Linked DNA regions of Zea mays: region 1 is linked to region 2. A link is a contact called in public Hi-C data. All regions are on one chromosome and are shown on one strand. Each heading gives the region's core, a stretch centred on a gene start, on an enhancer-like site or on the middle of the called end of the contact. The rest is flanking DNA. Distances are from core to core; before and after follow the strand shown.

What was found. Hi-C and Micro-C count contacts between places; a contact is called where the count stands out from the background.
Region 1: a contact with region 2 is called in a Hi-C map of tassel, with 2.5 times the contacts expected there. The contact joins the enhancer-like site here to the promoter of LOC100282018 in region 2. A contact is called at or near these places in 2 of 25 Hi-C or Micro-C datasets (ear and tassel).

The regions. Positions count from the first base shown.
Region 1 is chr6:25,606,997-25,612,144 of Zm-B73-REFERENCE-NAM-5.0, forward strand. No RefSeq gene overlaps it. Among protein-coding and RNA genes, the nearest start is that of LOC100277767, 110 kb to the left of the region's middle. Within about 2 kb of position 2,620, at least 16 of the 20 cell types and tissues checked have an H3K27ac peak or open chromatin away from gene starts, as enhancers often do. A contact at or near this core is called in ear and tassel, where this site is marked.
Region 2 is chr6:25,409,358-25,414,844 of Zm-B73-REFERENCE-NAM-5.0, forward strand. It overlaps LOC100282018, which reads left to right and starts at 3,546. Exons shown (of 5, transcript NM_001371814.1): 1 at 3,546-3,899; 2 at 4,860-5,041. The coding sequence starts at 3,825.

The DNA.
Region 1 (5,148 bases), core at 1,370-3,869, 200 kb after region 2:
TAGAGTTTCTTGCTGGAGCTAGCCTTGTATCGGAGACCGAATGAAATCCATGAAAACAATAGAGAGCCAACTAGCTAATGGCATCTTCTTGAGGGCCAAGGTTGCAACGCTATCGAGATGGGCCAACTAGCTAATGGCATGCATGCGCACTGAAGGGGACGACTGGGCTGAACTCGTGAAATATATATGATGCATGGGGCTGAGAATGCATTGATAATAATTGATGGACGCATGCACACCGGACGGTGGCATATATTTTTGCGTGTAAGTGTAACACGAGACGACAAAGTGAGTAGCTATAGCCAGGGCCAGGGGTCGGACATAAAACGTTTCAACGTTTTATAAAGAAGAACGTATCCACAGTACAAATTATTTTCACTAAATCCACTATAGAATATATTTGTTGATATTGCATAAATTTGATATTGTAATTATTAATATACTTTCTAGATCCTCTATAAAAACTTCTGAAAGTAGTATAAAAAGCATAATGACCTATATTTTTGAACGGAGTAAATACCAACCTATTATATTATATTAATCATATATATGCACCGTCCTGCAGTACTATAGTACCTAGTACGCGGGCGTTTATATTGTTGCCATTGCATTGTCTCACTACTCTCATGCACGTTTATATCAATTGGTGGACAAGTTGAGCAATGCCCGATGCATCGTCTCTTTTCATGGTCGAACCTCAAGTAGCACATCTTCGTGGCCAGTTGTCCCCCCTGCTACCAATCCCAAAGCTAATTGTGCCAAATACCTGAGTTTGTTACCACCACTGGCACTTCCTTCGCTCAGCAGTCCATCTCCATCGATTTTGTGGAAGCTCTACAAATGTCCGAGCGTACAATCATGTTCTGATGGTTGTGGATAGATTCTCTAATTTTACTTAATTCCTGTCACTTAACGTGGTCGCCAGCAGGTTATCCATCCTATCTCTTATCCTATCTTCTATTTTAAACTTCACTATATAAACTGTGAAGTCTACAGTGCAAAACAGTGTTTTGCACGACCATTTGTACGATCTATTGGAGACAGTCTAAGCATCTATTCGTTGCTTTTGGAGTGGCACAATCGTTCATGCAACAAGTTTACAGACTTTATGGGCTTCCTGACTCCATTGTCTCGGACTGTGACAAGATATTTCTCACCAAATTATGCCAGGAATTGTTCAAGCTAGCTGGTGCCACTCTAAAGATGAGATCGTATTACCTTCCGCGGACTGATGCACAATCCATAGGCCGACACAAAAATAGAGCGGGTTAGGTGGAGTTTGGATCCACGTAACTAAAAGGTGTGTTTGGTTGAGTAGATGAGAATGGAGTGGTTCTATTCCTATTTTCTAGATGCTTAGTTTCCAACAAAAGATAAGCGAGGTGGCTCCTGGAGTCTTAATATGAAAATTTACCATAAATAGTATCTGCGCTCATCTCTCTCCTCCTCTCTACACTCATATGACTCCCTAATCAAACAAAGAACGGAGTATCTGCGCTCTATTCTACTATTCAACTAAACAAAAAATGAAGCGGCTCTGTTCTACTTGCCAAACGCAGAATAGAATTGCTATATTCTCAAAAGCTAGAATGAAGTCGTTCCATTCTAGTTAACTCTACAACCAAACACACCCTTAGTCCCGTCATATCTAATGTTTAGATGTTAGTTATAAGTATTAAATATAACCTAGTTACAAAATTAATTACATAGATAAGGGCTAAGTGACAAGACAAACCTATTAATCCTAATTAATCCATGAATCACCCATGTGATGTTACTTACCGTAAATATTTGGTAACCATAAATTAATTAGGGTTAATAAATTCATCTCGCCGTTAAATCTTCATATGTATGATTAGTTTTGTCATTAAACTATGTATAATACTCGTAACTATCATTGTAATATCCACGGTGACATGGACTAAACTTTTGTTAGGGGGAAAGCTGCTCCGTAGAAATGGTACCATTGGCTGTAGTTGGCGGAATTCTGGTGCAATTCTAGTAATCTAGTTGGCATTCAGCTCCCAAATCGTTTCCCGTTTGAGGCTCTTTTTGGTGCCCGTTCGTATGCTGCTTGTCCTTCGCTGGCAGGCTGGCACTCGCGGACTGCTTGAGGAGAAGCACAGGCCGGTGATGCAGAACTTGATTCAGCAGCATCTCTTGCGAGCTCTTTGAGTCAATGAAAAACTTGCTTTGAAGTTGTTTGAGTCGTTTCAAATTCAGTCTCGCATTGGACCGGTCACTTACAATACAAGCTCGAACTGCCCAAACACTCTCAGGTCCATCCGGTTTTCCATGTCTCCCAGCAGCAAGCTATTCATTCCCGTGTCTCAGAACTGTTGCCGAATTGCCCTACATCATTGGATGGCCACGAAATTAATTCCAGAACAGGAATTGCAGCATCGTGTATTTGCATGAGGCAACAGTGTCTCCTTGCAGGGTTTGATAAAGTGGTCGGGGCGTCTGCCGCGTTCCTAGGCGACATGGGAGGATTTGGAGGCGTTGCCATGCTGCTTTCCCAAGGCACCCTGGTGCTTCAGGGCAAGCAGGATGGATATAAAGGGGGAGAGACCGTTGTCCTGGGCCAGACCTCTGTAGACGGAACACCAGAAGTAAATGGGCTGGACACTGAAGCCCATCGGGTAACAGCACTTGGCCCAAGAGTTCCAGGCATCAGTGGGCTTGTAGAGAGTGATCCCAGGAAGTACGACTTGTGATGAAAGAGAACAATGTATTGAACAACCGAATTCCTACCTGTTCTGCCCTCCTATCTTCATATCTTGCTTGCATGCGTTTCCTCCTTCCATATTGAATATGACCTGAATTCTGTTGTGATAATTAGTTGATTTGTTTCCGTATTGCAGCGAGATATTTTATAAGTCACATGGAAAGAGAGATGATTTAATGTATTTTCAACTCTCCTTGTATATTTACTTTATTTGCTAACAAGTGACACCAGAGCTAGACATGAGTTGGAAAAAAAAAATCTAGCGTTTTGATTGACATGCATATTCATCGTTCCATCACATGTGTTTGCAAATGGTGTTGTCGAGAGATAGAGTTAATTTCGGAAGATACATGCATATTCTGTCGATCCCATATCTATATCTTGTAAGTCACATTGGAAGAGACATGGCTCGTTATATTGTTTGATCCATATTTGGATTATTCCCTAACACTCAAATCAAACTTCTAGTCTCTTAGCAGATTATGGCATGTCTTATCTTTGACACATCGTCGCAGCTAACACCTTTATGTTTCTATTATTTGCAAGGATTGATTCTTCTACTAACTAACTAACTAACTAATGAAGAGAAACTTCAAAGTTGATCTAGTACTAGCTGTGAATAATGCCTTGTGTCGGTCTGCCCAAACTTCCCCGTCTTAAAAATCGGACAGGATGTGTGTTGCTGCAGAGCATGGACCAGGACTGCATCCACATCCACGACAATCCGCTGTCGCAACTGACGTCACCAAAGTAGCCAAGCCACGTGAGAAGTGCCTTGACGTCTGTGCTCACCCGGCGCAAGTGGCCAGTAAAAACAAGTACAGTCAGACGAAAGATGATTGCACGAATAATCTTCAGACAAGATCTGGAGTGGGCCGATCGGGTCTGCCATTAGTGCATCCAGGGGGGCCCCACCCATCAAAGCACCTGGATCTGCCTGCCTGTAACTCTCTGCTGCCCACTGGACTGGACCAACAAAGACTTCTCTTGCGTAGTCTTGCAAAATACAAATGAATCCCCTCCCATACTGAAAAGAGAGATGATGTTGAGGATAGAACTGCGACGAGAACGCTGGTTCATCCTGAGCTCTCAATAATATAAATGGACCACATGCATTTTGGGTGTCAAGCCCACAAGCACTCTGTTGGTGTCAATCTGGACGCCAATCACTGTAAGGTATATGGATGGCAGTGTTCTCTGCGACAACACAGACGGTCCGTGGTCTAGAGTCGGACGATCCACGACATGAGGCAGGAGCGGGATCTTCTCAGTGCGGAAGCCGGACGGTCCGCTTTTGGTAGTGGAACGGTCCGCGTGTGCGCAGAATCGACGACATTCACCAACGACATCTGGATCTAATCCCATTAGTGAAGAGAGATTCTAGGGTTTGTTTTGTTATCGGCAGGTTACACAAGACGACTTACAGCTACAAAATGGACCACATGCATTTTGGGTGTCAAGCCCACAAGGACTGTTGTGTTCTAATCTGAATCGATTCAGTGCAGAGTGACGTGATGTCGAGTATAAATTATACGGATTAGTTCGTAAAGCACTAGCAATAGGCTTTGCTGAAAAATAAACATATCACAGTGGAGGTCCTGCCACAAAAGGGTGTTTGTTCCAATAGGTATCCAGCGCGGACAGCACCGAATTAGTCTTGGAATTTATGCGTATCCATTTCTCCGTGTAGCACTCATTGGAAAGATTGATTCAGTAGTGATGTGACCTACGTATATCTTGGGTGAGTACAAACTGGTAAAAAGTATACGAATTTTTCAAAACATATTAACCGGTGAGTTCAAAGATATTTTGTACTGCATTTTTTAGATCATAGTTTCTCTTTGTTATGCACATTTTGGTTCGCAACAAAAACTGAATTTCTAGGTGAGCTAGGAATTTTCTAAGTACTAGTTTGGAAATTTCATTTTTTTCCAAGGGATTCCTATTTTCCTAAGGGAAAATGAACTAATTTTACTTGGGAAAATGAAAATCCTTTTGCAAAAATAAGGTTACCAAACTAGTCCTAAATGTTGCAATTTGTCGGTTCAATATGGTGGGCTATATTCACTAGTTTACGGTGGGTTCCACTTTTTAGAGCCTGTATCAATTATCGCGCGCGAGCGGTAATAAACTGGTTGGCCCGATTAAAGAATCGTGAGTAGAAACACATTTTCACTGCTGGTTTTCTTAACACAGCCGTCAATGAAAACCGTCCATTTCCACTAGCTGTTGTTGTAATGGAAGCGCTAGTGGAAACTAGATTATCACTGGCGGTTCAATTACAACAACCGCTAGTGGAAATGTGTTTGCACCGACGGTTGCTTATTCCAACCGTATGTGACCTTTATTGTGTAAATACTTGTTCTTCCTCCTCGATCAGTACTGTTTCTCGTAGCCACCTTCCATTGTAGATTTCACAA
Region 2 (5,487 bases), core at 2,296-4,795:
TGTAGACCGAGGCTTCCCGCATGAATCGGGAAGTCGCGGCATGAGGTTCCGAGGGATATCCTTGCCTTCGGGATGCAGTGCTCTCGGCCCGCCGGGCCGCAGCGCCTTCCAGGAGATTCTTGAGTTCTCCCTGGATTCGCCGACCCTCGGTGGTTGACGGCTCCGGCATCGCGCGGATGAGCATTGCTGCGGTTGCCAGGTTCTGACCAACCCCGCTGGATGCGGGCGGCGGCCTGATCCTGACATCGTTGGCGACGCGGTGCTGGAGACCTTGGGGCAGATGACGTATTTCTCCGGCCAGGGGTTGGCCCACCCATGCCTGTCCGACGTCCCGACGGATCGGCTCAAGCGCTCCTGTTCCCTCGTTGAGCCTGGCCTGCGCCTCGCGGACTTGCTCGAGTTGTGGGTCGTAACCCCCCGCCGGAGCGGGGACCACAGCTAGCTCCCGTGGGATGTCGGCGCGAGGCACCGGCCTAGGGAGATCACCGTCCTCCGGCATGCCAAGATGGTTGCCTTCGGAGGGATCCCCTAGCTCGATGTGGAAACATTCGCGGCTTGGGCCGCAGCTCTCGTCGCCAAGGCTGCGGCTTCCATCGGAACAGTCGGATAGGCAGTAGTCACATGCGGTCATGAAGTCCCGCACGGCACTGGGGTTACCAAGTCCGGAGAAATCCCAACCGATGCTGGGATCGTCATCTTCCTCGGACCCAGAGGGCCCATAGGTCGAGACGTCCGTCAGTCGGTCCCAAGGCGACCGCATACAGAACCTCAGTGGGGTTGCATTCGCCTCAATGAGAGCTCCCGCCAAAACGAGGTCGTTTGGCGGGTTGAGGCCGAGTCGAAATGACGCAAGATGGGAGTTAGTCGGTACCTTTTGGTCGACGAGGAGCGACGTAGTCACATCGGGGACTGGTTGCACCGTCATCTCTGGTTCGAGGGCGACGTCCTGCAGGCTTTCCGCGAGCGCGCCGGCGTCGTCTTCTTGCTCGGGGTCAGCGTGCCGCGGGGGGACGGCGCTTGCCTCCGTCTTGAACGCGAGGTCGACGTCCGGCGTGCCTTCCGTCGGGGCGTCGGGGGCGTCGATTCGCTCGACGGCCGACGAAGCGCGGCCTCCCACCTGGCCTTGACGGCCCCGCCTCCTCCTCCGTTGGCGGGGGAGAGAACGGAGCGAGCCCGAATGTTGCCCTTCCACCACGCGGGGAAGACGTCGTCGATTCCGCCGCCGGCGGGCGGGTTGTCGGCCGCCATTATCGTAGTCGCGCGGCGGTGGAAGAAGTATCATGTCGTAGCTGCCGTCGAAGGACATGAACTCCAGAGTCCCGAAACGAAGCACCGTCCCGGGCCGGAGAGGTTGCTGGAGACTGCCCATCTGGAGCTTGACGGGGAGCTGTTCGTCAGCACGCAGCAGGCCCCTACCTGGCGCGCCAACTGTCGGCGTTTCGAGACAGGGGGGTCCCTAAGCCGACGAGTGAGTGTGCTGCGTGCCCCAGCCCAGATGGGTCGAGCGCGTGGGCGAGCGCGAAGGGGGGAGAGGCGAGGTGGCCGGAGTCGAGCGTGAGAGAGGTGGAAGTCCCGCGGCCTTCGTGTTCGTCCCGCGCCCAGGTCAGGTGCGCTTGCAGTAGGGGGGTTACAAGCGTCCACGCGGGTGAGGGAAGCGAGCGGCCCCAAGAGAGCGCCTGTCCCGTCCTCGGTCCCGCGCGGCCAACCTTCTCTGAGAAGGCCCTGGTCCTCCCTTTTATAGTCGTAAGGAGAGGATCCAGGTGTACAATGGGGGGTGTAGCAGAGTGCTACGTGTCTAGCGGAGGGAGAGCTAGCGCCCTAGGTACATGCCAATGTGGCAGCCGGAGAGATCTGGGCACCCTGCTGGCGTGATGTCGTGGCTGTCGGAGGTGCGGCGGAGCCTGGCGGAGGGACAGCTGTTGGAGCGGTCGAGTCCCTGCTGACGTCGTCCTGCTTCCGTAAGAGAGCTGGGGGCCGCCGTCGTCATAGAGCTTGTGGAGCGCCATCATTGCCCCTCCGGCGGAGCTGGCCGGATGAGACGCCGGTCTTGTTCTCCGTGACCCGAGTCGATTCGGGGTAGGATGATGATGGCGCTTCCTGTTGACGTGGCGGTCTGTGCCCTAGGCAGGGCGACGTGGGGGTTCCTCCGAAGCCGAGGTTGAGTCTGCCTTCCGTTGCCGTGGCCGAGCCCGAGCCAAGGGGTCGGGCGAGGCGGAAGTCGTTCGGCCGAGGCCAGGGCGGAGTCCGAGCCCTGGGGTCGGGCGAAGCGGAGTTTCGTCGTCTTCCGGGTGTTAGCCCGAGTCCGAGCCCTGGGGTCGGACGGAGCGGAGTTTCGTCGTCTTCCGGGTGTTAGCCCGAGTCCGAGCCCTGGGGTCGGGCGGAGCGGAGTTCGCCGTCTTCCGGGTCTTAGCCCGAGTCCGAGCCCTGGGGTCGGGCGGAGCGGAGTTCGCCGTCTTCCGGGTCTTAGCCCGAGTCCGAGCCCTGGGGTCGGGCGGAGCGGAGTTCGCCGTCTTCCGGGTCTTAGCCCGAGTCCGAGCCCTGGGGTCGGGCGGAGCGGAGTTCGCCGTCTTCCGGGTCTTAGCCCGAGTCCGAGCCCTGGGGTCGGGCGGAGCGGAGTTCGCCGTGGCGCCTTTGGCAAGGCTTGACTGCCTGTCAGACTCACTCTGTCGAGTGGCACTGCAGTCGGAGTGGCGCAGGCGGCGCTGTCCTTCTGTCAGACTGGCCAGTGGAGCGGTGGAGTGACGGCGGTCACTTCGGCTCTGCCGGGGGCGCGTGTCAGGATAAAGGTGTCAGGCCACCTTTGCGTTAAATGCCCCTGCAATTTGGTCAGTCGGTGTGGCGATTTAGTCAAGGTTGCTTCTGAGCGAAGCCAAGGCCTCGGACGAGCCGGTGATGTGTCCGCCATAAAAAGGGGGCCTCGGGCGAGACGGAAGTCTCTCGAGGTCGGCTGCCCTTGGCCGAGGCTAGGCTCGGGTGAAGCGTGATCGAGTCACTCGTGTGGACTGATCCCTGACTTAATCGTACCCATCAGGCCTTTGCAGCTTTATGCTGATGGGGGTTACCAGCTGAGAATTAGGCGTCTTGAGGGTACCCCTAATTATGGTCCCCGACATATATATATATATATATATATATATATATATATATATATATATATATATATATATATATATATATATATATATATATATATATCAATTTATGAGACATAAAATCTAAAATTCTAAACTAGCAAATATCATTAACATACATAATAGTTTAGAAGAATATCTAAACTACCAAATATACTTAAGACATATGATGGTCTATAAAACAGAAAGTTAAACTTCTAATTACACTGTAGTACGACACAATATCTATACCAACAATATATTTCAATAAAATTTTAGAAGTTTCGATTTCTTTTTAGGACGGAAAGTACTATCTTTTTTCTCATCGTGTACGAGAAAAAAGGTCCAAAAGTCAGGAGTGAACTGTCGTTTGTACTGCCTTCGAATGGCATGCAGTGCAGCATACAGCAGTGTACCGTGTGACGCTGTGGATATCTGACCCACTCTCGTCGCACGCAACGCAAGTAGCAAAGCAGGACCCATCCTCTCCCATCTCTCGGTCTCCCCATCCCAACCCGCCGCCGCCGCCGCCGCTTCTCCCGTCTCCAGCGCCCACAGCGCCATTGTATCCGCGGGGCGAGCTGAGTCACCAAGCTGGTCTAGGGCCCATCCATTTGGAACCCTCGCGAGAAGCAAAGCGGACGGAGCGCCAGCGTTCTTAGATCGATTGCTCGCCAGGCTGTTGGCGAGGAGTCGTCAACCCTCACGGCAGCCATGTCTGTGGAGCTCATCCTGTGGCTTTTCTCCTTCGTCTCCGTCATGGTCCTCATCGGCCTCACCGCATACCAGGCAAGCCTAACAACCCTGTTGCATCTATTAATTGTTCACCCTGTGACGGCGAGTGCGGTCCAAATCTTTTTTTTTTGAAGTTAGAGTGTGGTCCAAATCTTGCGCGCAATCGGCGAAGCTCTGCCCGCTTTCGGCCTAAGGCTGCCGTGATTTTGTGGGGATTTGATGCGGAGTTTAGTCAATGGTGTTCTTCTCGTCATTCATTCGGCGGAGGATGGTGACGAGATAAACTCCCGGATTTTCTTTCTTTTTCCAGAGAAAATATATTTTTCCTGTCGACTTCTAGCTCCTAGATTCTGTTATAAAATTGCAAAAAGAAATCGTCTTTGTAAATCTTGATTTTTTTCTCTATAAGGCGGTATCTTGTTCATGCTGCTACTGCCTTTTTTTCTGTTTGGAATGTTAGTTCCACCTGCTAGGACTTGATTGATGTAATCATACATCTCATGACTGTATTCCTTTACTTGGTGTCAAACCAGCTTGTCATCTGTGGCAGTTGAGTCATCACCACTTATAGTGTCTAAAGCTCTCAACATGATTGATCAGTGACTTCAGCCTCACCAGATCAGAAATAAAGCCTAACCATGATGGCAGTTGGCAGCAAAACAGCTCATATTTAGGGCCTGTTTGGATGAGCTAGTGGTAGTTATTAATTGGTCTAAAAATTAGCTCAAATTAAAGTTTGGCTAGCTAGTTGGCTAACAACTGGTTGAAGGCTTGACTAAAAATCAGCCTGTTTATTAGCCCTCCTATTTGGATACACTAAAGCTAATTTTAGCTCATTTTAGGTAGCTAATAATTAGCTGTTGTATCCAAAAAGGGCCCTCAATATTGATACACGACTTGTAGTGTTTATAAGTAAATTTAGTCATTTATGGACTGATTTGCCTGGCCTCTTGTTACCTGATCCAGTCTTGCTGATTTATTCAACTGATTTTTTTCTTTCTGCTTTTATACCAGCTTATCTGTCTGTCAGATTTGGAGTATGATTATATCAACCCATATGATTCATCGTCTCGCATCAACGCTGTGGTGCTGATAGAATACTCACTCCAAGGGGCCCTGTGTGCTTCTTTCCTCTTGACATTGCATTGGTTCCCGTTTCTAGTCATGACACCAGTAACATACTACCATGTCAAACTGTATGTATTACTTGCTTTGGGTTGATGTTAATTCTGGCAGAATACTCATGATATTCAGCATTGGATATCATGCTGTTCATACTTTTGGCTGTATTCACATCTTTAAATAATATTTAAAATGATCTACAACTCTCAATGGCTCAATGAAACAGCTAAGTAAGAATATATATATTTTAGAATTTAGAGATTGTGATGTTATGCTTCTAGAGTGATAATTTGTAGTTATCTGCTTGTTCTGGGCCATGGTGTATTGTCTGGTCCTGGAGCAATTCCTTCTCTGAAAATGGGAGAATATTGATCATGGTATTAACAAATGGGAGAAGGTAGTGCACCTGTTCTAGTATTATACCTGTCCAGATTTTGTAGGCCTCACTACCAAAATTTGTTAGCTATTTAACTTTTATTATTGCTGGAATATGACAACTCTGAATCATGCTATGTGCACT